Linked DNA regions of Mus musculus: region 2 is linked to region 1. The links are chromatin contacts, called in public HiChIP or PLAC-seq maps. All regions are on one chromosome and are shown on one strand. Each heading gives the region's core, a stretch centred on a gene start, on an enhancer-like site or on the middle of the called end of the contact. The rest is flanking DNA. Distances are from core to core; before and after follow the strand shown. Region 1 overlaps Gm40032 (a long non-coding RNA gene). Region 2 overlaps Pik3r5 (phosphoinositide-3-kinase regulatory subunit 5).

What was found. HiChIP or PLAC-seq counts read pairs in DNA pulled down with a chosen protein or histone mark.
Region 2: a contact with region 1 is called in a FOXA1 HiChIP or PLAC-seq map of pancreatic cancer cells. The contact joins two enhancer-like sites. A contact is called at or near these places in 10 of 39 promoter capture datasets (the HPC-7 cell line, HPC-7-derived erythroid cells, cranial neural crest and 5 more) and 1 of 115 datasets of contacts at active chromatin or transcription factors (pancreatic cancer cells).

Annotation. Positions count from the first base shown.
Region 1 is chr11:67,837,535-67,842,935 of GRCm38.p6, reverse strand. The region is part of intron 1 of Gm40032 (a long non-coding RNA gene); the gene reads left to right. Among named protein-coding and RNA genes, the nearest start is that of Gm40032, 4.3 kb to the left of the region's middle. Within about 2 kb of position 2,910, at least 3 of the 459 cell types and tissues checked have an H3K27ac peak or open chromatin away from gene starts, as enhancers often do. A contact at or near this core is called in pancreatic cancer cells, where this site is marked.
Region 2 is chr11:68,446,078-68,451,478 of GRCm38.p6, reverse strand. All of the region lies in intron 1 of Pik3r5 (phosphoinositide-3-kinase regulatory subunit 5), which reads right to left. Among named protein-coding and RNA genes, the nearest start is that of Pik3r5, 17 kb to the right of the region's middle. Within about 2 kb of position 2,933, at least 42 of the 459 cell types and tissues checked have an H3K27ac peak or open chromatin away from gene starts, as enhancers often do. A contact at or near this core is called in pancreatic cancer cells, where this site is marked.

The DNA of each region.
Region 1 (5,401 bases), core at 1,661-4,160:
GGAGATGTAAAAAAACGTCTATTCTTCTACTTAGGAGCAATGGACCAACGAGATCCATTTTTAGAGGCCCCGTCACTCCGTCTGCCAGCTTTTCGGCTCATTTAATGGCTATATTTATTTTCGTCCACAGAGAACCCAGGTGTTTCCTACCTTGCACTTTTTAGTTAACTTTGACAAGTTAACTAGCAATTCTGTAAAAACCTGAAAGGCAGTGCTCACAAAGGCATTTTGATGTTGGCCTAAATCCTAGTTTCAGGTATATTCTTCCCAGTGTGTGTGTGTGTGTGTGGGGGTCTCTGAGCCACAAGTCACAGTCCTCAGCACTATGCATATGTCAGCACAGCTGGACAACTTGAATAGCAAGGGAACTGTGTCCCCAGTGTGCAGTTGTGACCTGCGGTGAGGCTAGAGATGTCTCTGTGTGCGTGCGCGCGCGCGCGCGCGCGCGTGTGTGTGTGTGTGTGTGTGTGTGTGTGTGTCTTTCTTTGTAACCTGGGCTGTCCTCCAATTCATGATCCTATCCCCTCTGTCTCCAGAGTGCAAGGGTTGTAGACATGTGCCACCAAACCTGGCCACTGTTGGTATTTCTAAAAGCCTTTGATTTTCTAAAGGTCTTTGATTTTTATGAACACGCAATGTGTTAATTAGGGGTGAGGAGCACCCAGACAAGAAATATAAGCTCATCTCCTGAGCAAAATGACCCATGTACAAATGGGAAGTCCTCAAAAAAAAAAAAAAGTGAGGCATTGCAGTAAGCTAAACAGATTCACAGTGAGCACTGTGTTCAAAGCCAAGGGCAAAAGGGAGTAAAATGCATTCTAGCCCAGATGTGGATGTCTAAGAGTCAACCGCATTCTCCATCAATGTGAGTGTTGCTCTGGTCTACATGAATCAAGTCTGTCCTAGACAGATCTCACGTCTTCTGTTCTATATTCCCCCCCCTCTCATAGCCTGTGAAGACCAGTAAACATCTCCTATGCTATAACATATTTGGGGTTCTACCATGCTGGCCTTTGTTCCTATACTTGGGTTCCCTTTCCTTCATGGCACTGACTTTTCTCCACCATCTGGGAAAATTCTCACATCACTGCTTATAAAAGTGCCTCCTGAGTACCTGGGCTGAATCCCTTTCCATTTCCCCAGAGCTCAGTTGTCCCTCAGAACCCATCAGAGACCAGCTTTATGAACTCCATCAGGTACCAAAGTTCCAGGACGCTCATATTCCTCATAAACAGCGTCTATAATTACTGGCAGGTAACCCAAGTTGCATCTCAAATACTCGCTACAATGTAAATATTTCTAATAGGGGCTGGAGAGATTGCTGAGTGGTTATCAGCACTTGCCAAGGATCCAGGTATAGTTCTCAGCATCCACAGGATGGTTCACAACCATCCACAGCTCCTGGAGATCTGACATCTTCCTCTGGCTTCCTTGAGCACCAGGCATGCACATAGTACACATCCATACATGCAGGCAAAAACATCCATGCACACAAAAGTCAACACATCTTTTAAAAAATGTACCTGTTATACCGAATTGCTGAGGGGATGATGGCAAGGATATTTATTTTTAAAGTGTCTTCCATCCATGGCTGGTTGCATCTGCAGATGTAGAGCTCACAACTCCACTCTTTATTCTCTGGGCTTCTCTTCATTGCTTATCTCCTTGTAAGTGTGGTCTGTGATCAAGAGGTCTCCAAGAGTCCAGGTGGAGCAGGCACTTAGAAATCCTCTGTTGACTGAATGAGTGGGTTGTCATGGCATCTGCAGCTTTGGGCTCCAGTGGACCTAATCTCAACAGTATTGCAGTCTCAGACTCTTTAACAGAGAGCCAGATGGGCCTTAAATTTCCAGATTTCGGCGTACATTAAAACAGCAATGCTGATCCTTAGAGGTCAAATTTCTCATTTTGGTCAAATCTTAGAGTAGCAATGAGTAGAGATGAGCATACAAGCAAGGACTTAGCGTGCAATTTTTAGGAGAAGTCCAAGGTTCTGGGTCATCTTTAACATTTATGGTCAGACGGCCCAGTCATAAAGATACCATTAAAATGAAGGATTTGAGTAGAAGGCAGACTTAGTGCTCATTTTCTCTAGAAAGTTGCTGAGTCAGGGACACCAGGAATCCTGGTTCAAAAAGATTTCCAGTAAGTCTCGCCACTCCATCAGGAAATTGTGCTGCATCTCACACAGGACTTGTTCAAATTGAAATAGTCTACCTTGAAAATACGTGTATAGCATCCTGGGAAGATTTTGTTTCTTTAGTGTCTGTATAGTGGCATTGCATCTTATGTGGGGAACATGTTGGGAAGACAGAATTGGCCTTGATGTCAGCTATGTTACACTTTAATGTCAGAGTACCCACTTTTACATAACTACAGAATCCTGAAGACAGTGCCCTATTGGTTCTTCTAGCCCTCCCTCGATTCAGACTTCTTAGTGACATTTAGTGTCTTTTCCTTTAAGGATGTCTTTGTAGTTGCCGTGACTAACTTGGCTTTCTGAGATGACCTCCTTAAGTTCTTAATGCACGCGGCAAAACAATGATCAGGACTGTGTTAGTCAGGGTTTCCATTGCCATGATGGACAGCACGACTGAAAGCTTTGGGCAGGAAAGGATCTACTTTGCTTACACAGGTTTCCTTGTCACAGATCGTCATCGAAGAAAGTCAGGAGGCAGGAACTGAAGTAGAGACACCCATCAGTTCTTTTAGAATATTTATCTGCTAATCTCTGATAATTGATTTATCATAATTGTATGCATATAAATTAAATGCATGGGCAACACCACTCCACTGCAGTAGAAGTAAAAATGAATTGCTAGGATTTGGTGGCTTGGAGGAGAATGGCCCTTATAGACTCATATATTTCAATGCTTAGTCACCAGGGAGTGCTACTGTTTGGGGAGCAATTAGGAAATGTGGCCTTGTTGGAGGAAGTGTGTCACTGGGAGTGGGCGTTGAGGTTTCAAAAGCCCATGTTAGGCCCAGTCTCTCTCTGTCTGTGTCTCTCTGTCTATGTCTCTGTCTGTCTGCCTGTCTGTCTTGCACATCAGGTTGTAAAGCTTTTAACTACTGCTCCAGTGCCAAGCCTGTTGCTTCCCACCATGATGATCATGAAGTAGCCCCTAAAACTGTAAGTAAGACCCCAATTAAACTTTCTTCTATAAGTAGCCTTGGTTGTGGTACCTCATCAAAGCAATAGAGCTGTAGGGTAACTTCAGTTTCCTAAGGCTTTACTGACCTGGGATACAAGTACAGTATTATTGAAAATGTCCTAACCCCCCCCCCCCCCCCAAGGCTCTCATTGCAGATTTCTACAATGTGCCTTTCCCACATTTCTGAGAGTCTGTATGCAGGATGGGCCTCTTAGATACTCATGTGCATATCTGCTTTGCCACTACATACTTATTCCTGCATAGAAGGTCTTCCTCTCCTATGCAAATTACTTTAAGTGAGTCCCTTCGACTTGTTCTCCTAAAAGTGTTTGACTGGTATTACCACCACCATAGTAGTAACAGTTATCAGAAACATGAATCTTGCTTATGTATTGCTTTGCCTCATATCTTTGGTGATTAACATTATGCAGAATAAGTACACAGAGAGAAGGCAAGGTATACAGATACAACTAAGGATCTCAGACTGTCAAAGTATTCAATTGTTCATATAGAAGAAGTAAAATCAATACCTGATTTCCCTTGTGTGTCCAGACTCATACTGAGGCCAGAGGAGGACACCAGGATACCTCTATCATACTTTACCTTGTGCCTCAGAGACATTTTTCAGCTAGGTTGGCAACCAGCAAGCCCTCACTATTCTCCTATTTCTGCATCCCTAAATGCTGGGGTTGCAGGCATGGGTAGGGCCGCCATGCACAGCTTTAATATTGATGCTGTGATCTATATTCAGGTCCTCCAGTTAATAATTATTTCTCTTCTTCTTCTTCTTCTTCTTCTTCTTCTTCTTCTTCTTCTTCTTCTTCTTCTTCTTCTTCTTCTTCTTCTTCTTCTTCCTCCTCCTCCTCCTCCTCCTCCTCCTCCTCCTCCTCCTCCTCCTCCTCCTCCTCCTCCTCTTTCTCTTCCCCCTCGTTTTCCTTCTCCTTCTTCTCCTCCTCCCCTTCCTTCTCCTTCTCCTACTCATTCTCTCCCTCCTTCTCCTCCCCCCAACCCCCAACCCTCGTCTCCTCTTTCTCCTCCCACCTGTGTCTGCAGTTTGGTGTGGCTTTTCTCTAGCACATATGCAGTAGAAAGTGTGAGAGGTTAGAAACATTGGCATATTACACACACACACACACACCCCCCCCCCCCGGCCAGCTGAGAACAGGTTTGGTGGCCAATTACTGGGATTTCTAGGTTCTTGTGGTCCAGAACAAGGAATTAGACAGATGTGTGGATGTAGCAGTAAGGATAGTTTATTAGATAAAAAGATATACTTTCTAAGGAGGAAGCAGGTGGATGGAAGCTTAGAAGCTCACGTAACTCAAATGGCCCTTAAAAAAAGATTTATTCATATTATGTGTATGAGTATACTGTAGCTGTCTTCAGATGCACCAGAAGAGGGCATCGGATCCCATTACAGATGGTTGTGAGCCACCATGTGGTTGCTGGGAATGGAACTCAGGACCTCTGGAAGAGCAGCCAGTGCTCTTAACTGATGAGTCATCTCTCAAGCTCCTTTTGTTTGTTTTGAGATAAGGTTTCACACTGTGGCCCAAGGTAGTCTTGAAGTCATAAAATTCCTTCTTGCCCAGTTTTCTCCCTCTGTGCTGGAATTACATAATGTGCTAGCACTCTCAGAGTAAGAAAGTGACAGGGTAGCTGTGTTTGGTGGCCCATGCTTTAATCCCAGAATTTGTCAGAAGGTGAGGAATCAGTTCAAGGCCATCTTTATCTACATAGTGAGTTTGTAGCCAGCTTGAGGTTCTAGTTCAGAAAAGCCAAAAAAAGACAGGTAACACTTTTGCCAGTAACAGGGCAAAAGTCTCCTTTTGAAATATTCCTTTGTTACAAATTAACGATTACTGCTACCCAGTTTGGAAAGCCAAGCTCAATGAGTCACATCCATAGCAGATTGAAAGGTGTTGTCAGGATCACTGCAAGCCCTGGCTAAAAATGACGGAAGAGTCTGCAGTTACAGCACTGGGTGAAGATGGTGGACTGAAAGGAGGAGGTGGTCACAGGTGTTATGGCGGTCACAGGAAGCATGGAGTACTGTGACTTTGATGGTTTATACCTGCTGCCATAACACCATGGTCAATTTTCTTTTGAAACAGCTTCCTGGGTGCCCTGGGAAGACCTGTTGGAAAGTTCTCAGACACATTGACCACATTAACTCGGCATACACTGGTTTGTATAAGGATCTCTGTGAGTCATTTAGTCTCCAAAGGAGCACGTAGGTCAGTTTG
Region 2 (5,401 bases), core at 1,684-4,183, 610 kb before region 1:
ATTTCCAAGAAAAGCAAGCTGTACTGCCCTGGCCCCGGCCCAGCCGCAGAATTTGCACATCTGGCCCGTGCTTCGAGAGCAGCCAGCGGTGGGCTGGGGCACAGGATGTGTCAGAACACCTCAAGACTCTGCAGCTTGAGGAGCAGGGCCAGGGGACTCCCTGCCACAGCCAGCTCGGCAGGCTTCAACCCATTACTATCTGCCTGTTCCTCCCACAGCTGCTTCAAATCCCGTCCAGTCACATTCGTCACATTACCTTCCCGTGTCAGCCTTAAGATAAAGAAACAGAAAGATCTCCATTCTCAGAGAAGCGTCTGGGGAGGGCTACGTGGGGGAGTCCCCCCACCCCCAGGCCAAACTACATTCCCTGGGAATTTCTAGTAAGATGGTGTAAGGGCTCCAGGAAAGACCACTGGAGCTGGGTTTCCTTGGCAACAGGAAGCAGATAAATTAAGCAGAAGCAAGGTCACTCAGGAAGCTTCCCACAAGGGGTCCCATCCTACCCAATCCCCAGCCTCACTGTCTGTCTGTCTGTTCTCACAGAGGTTTACAAGGCTCCCAAGTGCAGTCCTTGGAGGGATGGATGATCAGGCCCTGGTCTGGGGCTGAAGATCAACCTCCAGCCTTCTCTCTTGGCTTCCCCCAAGAAAGCGTGCCTGCTGCCTTCTGCCTGAACCCCTTCAGTAAGCTGCTTGTCTCCAGCAGAGCCCTTCCACATCCATCTCTTGCTGTTCTACCATCAAAACCCCACATTACTCTTCATGCACACTTTGACGCTCCGGGCCCTGGAAAAATGTCACCTTCCCTGTGGGGTCCTGCCAAGCCGAGGATTCCACTTTGCTCACTCAGGCTACAGGCAATCCACATCTAAGCAAGTCCAGCCTGCTGCCCAGCTCTGTCCTCCTGTACCTGTACCCCCAAAGAGGCACGACAGAGGCAGGATGTAGGCAGGGAGCTGCAGAAAGAGGAAAGGAGGGCATTTCGACGTCTTGTCCTTTCTGCCTTATTCCTATTTGGCAGGTACCTTAACTGGGGGGAATCTAATGACCACGCTACACACATAGACACATGCACCTTGCTGAGCCACATGAAACTGAGCTGCAGGCTGTGCATATCATGACTTGAATGTGGTCATACGTTACTTTCAACAGGGAAAGCACATCCTTAGGCTATGGTGTGGGGAATGCACCACTCGACAATTTGGTAGCCATGCAGACACCACAGGACACTAATGTGGGGAGAGAGCACAGGAGGCTACCTCTGGTGTGATACGGCATGCTGTCTGATAGTCAATATTTTTTGTAGGTAGAAGGAAGATACTCCAAGCTAATATTTAAAAGTAGACTATAGTCAATTCATAAGCCAGGAATAGTGACACAGATCACTTATTGTCATTATGGAGGTATTACCCCTTACATAGTTACGCACTTTGCCCTTCACATGATTAGTAGTACACCAGCATCATCACAAACCAGGGAGTAATGGGGTATGCTCCAGCTCTGGGACAGCCACATCACTAGGCAATAGAAAAATGTCAACTTCATTATAACGGTGAAGGACTACCATGGTCTATCCATTTCATTATCAATGGAAATGTTATTCAACACATGCCTGCAACCCATTATGTCCAGGGACCTCACATAGACACTGGTCCCTTACACTGTAAGAGGTTAACAAATGCATGTCTATGGAATCCCCAGCAAATGAATAAGCTTGCAACAGGAAGAGTACAGAAAAATCTCTTCTTCCCAAGAAAGGGTTTAGGGCTAGGATGCAGGCAGCTATGCCATGGAACAGTCCAGGAAGCCAGCAAGCCTTTCTCTTCCAAGGCCTGACTTGTCCCCCTCTTCCCTCACCTTGAAAGGAGGGTAGGAACGCACACTACCCACCCAGGCAGGCTCAGGCCCTTACCTATTCAGCGGGCACAGCCAGGGCTTATTGGGTTTGCTGGTAACTAGTCACTCTACACAATGTGTAGTCAGACGCCAGCTCCATGGGAATTTCCCCTGACAAACGAACAGGTCTGCTTTACCCCTGGTCCACATGCTGCTCCTGGGGACAAGACACCAACTCCAAAGCTATGCTCCTCCATCTGGCTCCTGACTGTCCTCCTTCAGCCAGGAGACTCCATGACTGACTCAAAAGGAGTTCGAGACACTCTTGTTGGCAGCAGAAGAAAGGGAAAAGTCCCTGAAAACTCACCACAGGAAAACAACGTAGAGATGGGCATGATGATACATGGCTGCAAGCCCAGGAAGCTGAGGTGGAAGGATGGTGAGTTTGAGGCCAGCCTGGGCTACATAGCAAGTTCCAGACTGGTCTTGTCTATGTAGAAAGACCTGCTTTCCAAAAGCAAAACAAAACAAAGCAAAGCAAAGCAAAGCAAAGCAAAGCAAAGCAAAGCAAAGCAAAGCAAAGCAAAACAAGAAAATAGAAGGTATTTGATAACATCATAGTACTCAAAGATGTCCATAATGGTGTCTCTAAAGTCCCTTAGACTCTAGTTCCTCAAGAAGTGGATTCTAACTTCTCTGTCCTTAAACCGAGGCAGGCCAATGACTATGACAACCAGTGAATTACAATGGAAGCAGCCTGCTTCAGCTTCTAAGGCTGGGTCATAAATGGCAAGGCAGTGACTGTTTCCTTTTGTACTTAGAATTTGCCTTGATGTGAGGAAGCCCAAAAAACCTAGAGGAGAATCTGTGGGCACCTGGATCCACAGTTCTGTTTTCCAGATGTTTCTATCTTCCCAGCTGAGGCTTCTCCAAGTGCTGAACACATCACTGGCACAGAGACACCACCCCACTTCACCAAGTCAAACTCCTGACACACCCAGAATCCACGAACTGGCTGACATTCTGCAGCGCTACATTTTGGGGCAGTGGAACACACACACCAGGCATCATCATGACAGAGACCAGGCCATGTGACAAGAAGCTGCTGAGCCACGTGTTCAGAAAAGTTTGTGAGGAAACTCAGAAAGCCACGGCGATGTGTACTAGGCAACTAAGTCACAGCAAGCCAGGGGTAAGCGAGCCCTTAGAGACTGTCCATCCTATGCTCACCTACTCAAGCAAAACCCTTTCTTATCCAGCAGATACAGCCACGAGAACAATGCTTGACGCTGTGGTAGACTCAAAGATGACTAATATACTCACTGTTCATCGCAAACATTGAGCTCTGCTCCTGCCCATGTGGATGTTACCACGTTGTAACAATCAGCCGGGCATGGTGGCGAACGCCTTTAATCCCAGCACTCAGGAGGCAGAGGCAGGTGGATTTCTGAATTCGAGGCCAGCCTGGTCTACAAAGTGAGTTCCAGGGCAGCCAGGGCTATACAGAGAAACCCTGTCTTGAAAAAACAAAACAAAAAACAAAAACAAAGAATGTAAGCACCAGGGGCTGGAGAGATGGCTCAGTGGTTTAAAAAGCACTGGCTTTTCTTGCCAAGGTCAGTTCCAGCACCTATGTGGAGGCTCACAACTATTTGCAACTCCAATTTCTGGGGATCTGATGCCTTCTTCTGGCCTCTTTGATCATTTCATGTGCATGGTGCACATACATGCATGCAGGCAAACATTTGCATGCATGAAACAAAAATAAACAAATTCTTGATTTAAAAAAGAATGCCATTACCAGGTACTCTTAGAATAGTGCCTGGCATATTTGATGGATGGATGGATGGATGGGTAGATGGATGGATGGATGGATGGATGGGTAGATGGATGGATGGATGGATGGATGGGTAGATGGATGGGTAAAATGGCAAAGAAGTCCAAACGAAGACACAGAAGGTAGAAACACATTAGAAATGAGACACTACTTTTCTTCCCTGAGTCATAAGGCCAGAGCTGAGGTCTGGGGATGGCAAGGACTTCAGTTGAATTGGAAGGTATAGCAGAATGGCATTAGACCTTTAAACCAAAGTTAAACTGTCATGCTTCCTGCTTCTCTCATCTCCTGGAAGATCACAGAAAATGGTGGAAACTGCTGTCTTTGATTCTGACCACAGAGCAAGCTTTTACAAAACAGAAGTGAGAGGCAAACAGGGAGGACATGACCACATCACCCTAGACCTTGTAGTACTCACCGAAGACAATGCTAGGTGCAGAGGTTTTGAGGAAGCAGATTTCCAAGAGGCTGAGACGTGAGAGGAAAGAACACTGAAAACCAAAGCCATGTCATGCAGGCATGTGGTGTCACAGGGGATGGTGGGGGGAGTGGGAGAAAGGGCATGTAAAGGAGCCAGTGGGACTTCCTGGGCCTTAAGTACAGATGGAAGCCAGGACCCCAAACAAGAATGTGCATCTACACTGTAGGCATGTTACAAAGCAAGGTTTGAGAAGGACATGGAGGACCCTGCAGAGGGCCTGCCCAGTTGTTCTCAAAGTCTAAACAGGAGATGTCCACCTCTGGCATTTGGAGGTGCTTTCATGAAATTGGATCTCCACCTTCCTTGAGGGGAGCCTTAGGAAATGTGTATTGAGGGTTTAGGACACGATGAACCTCCGAAGACATTGAATTCTCCAATTTTCATGGTTGGGAAGAGTGGCCCCTGAGTAGTTATCACATAATGTCGCAGAAACAATGAGAATTCCCAAAGAAGACAAGCAGCCCTGTAGAAAAATGGACAAAATACTTGAGCCTATAACTCAAGAAAGCAGACATCCAGTTGGCCTCCAAATACAAGAAGAGTCACTCAATTTCATTAGTCACTCAATTTCATTAGTCATAAGGGAAATGAAAATTCAAACCACAATTCGATACCACTACACGCCCAGAAATGTCTAAGGTGGAAAGCACAGGGTCTATGGGGCCTAAAGCAGCAAGGGAGCTGCCGGTGGGAATGTAAGCTGGTAGGACAGCTTCCACCCAGAAACCCACTCAGTGGCTCTCCACTACATCTGTGATCTCACCCTGTCCTAGGCTTAGAACCAGCAAAATGTGGTGTGCCAGAAAGCACAGAAAAGGAAAAAGAAAAAAAAAAAAAAAAACCAACAACATCCAAAATGATCTTCAAACTAGAAAAGACCCTAAAGGATAGATGTCCCAGTGGAGTTTACTCCAGGGCAGATACAAGAGGGACCTGGAGGCAGGAGAATGCACACTGGCCAAGATTCTACCAAGGGGTAGCTTCTAGGAGGTGTTCTGGCAGGAGGAGCTGTCCTGGGTAATGAGGAGTGGATGATGGAAAGGTGGGGGATAAGAGACTGCATCCCTAAAAGACCGCATCCCTAAAAAGAGCATTAGCCACGAAACCTTAAAGCAGTGATTCTCCCTGGCAAACCAGTCCCCCAAATTAGTTATATTACCATTCATAACTGTAGCAAAAATTACAGCTATGCAATAGTAACAAAAATAATTTTATGGTTGGGGTGAGTCACCACCACATGAGGAACGT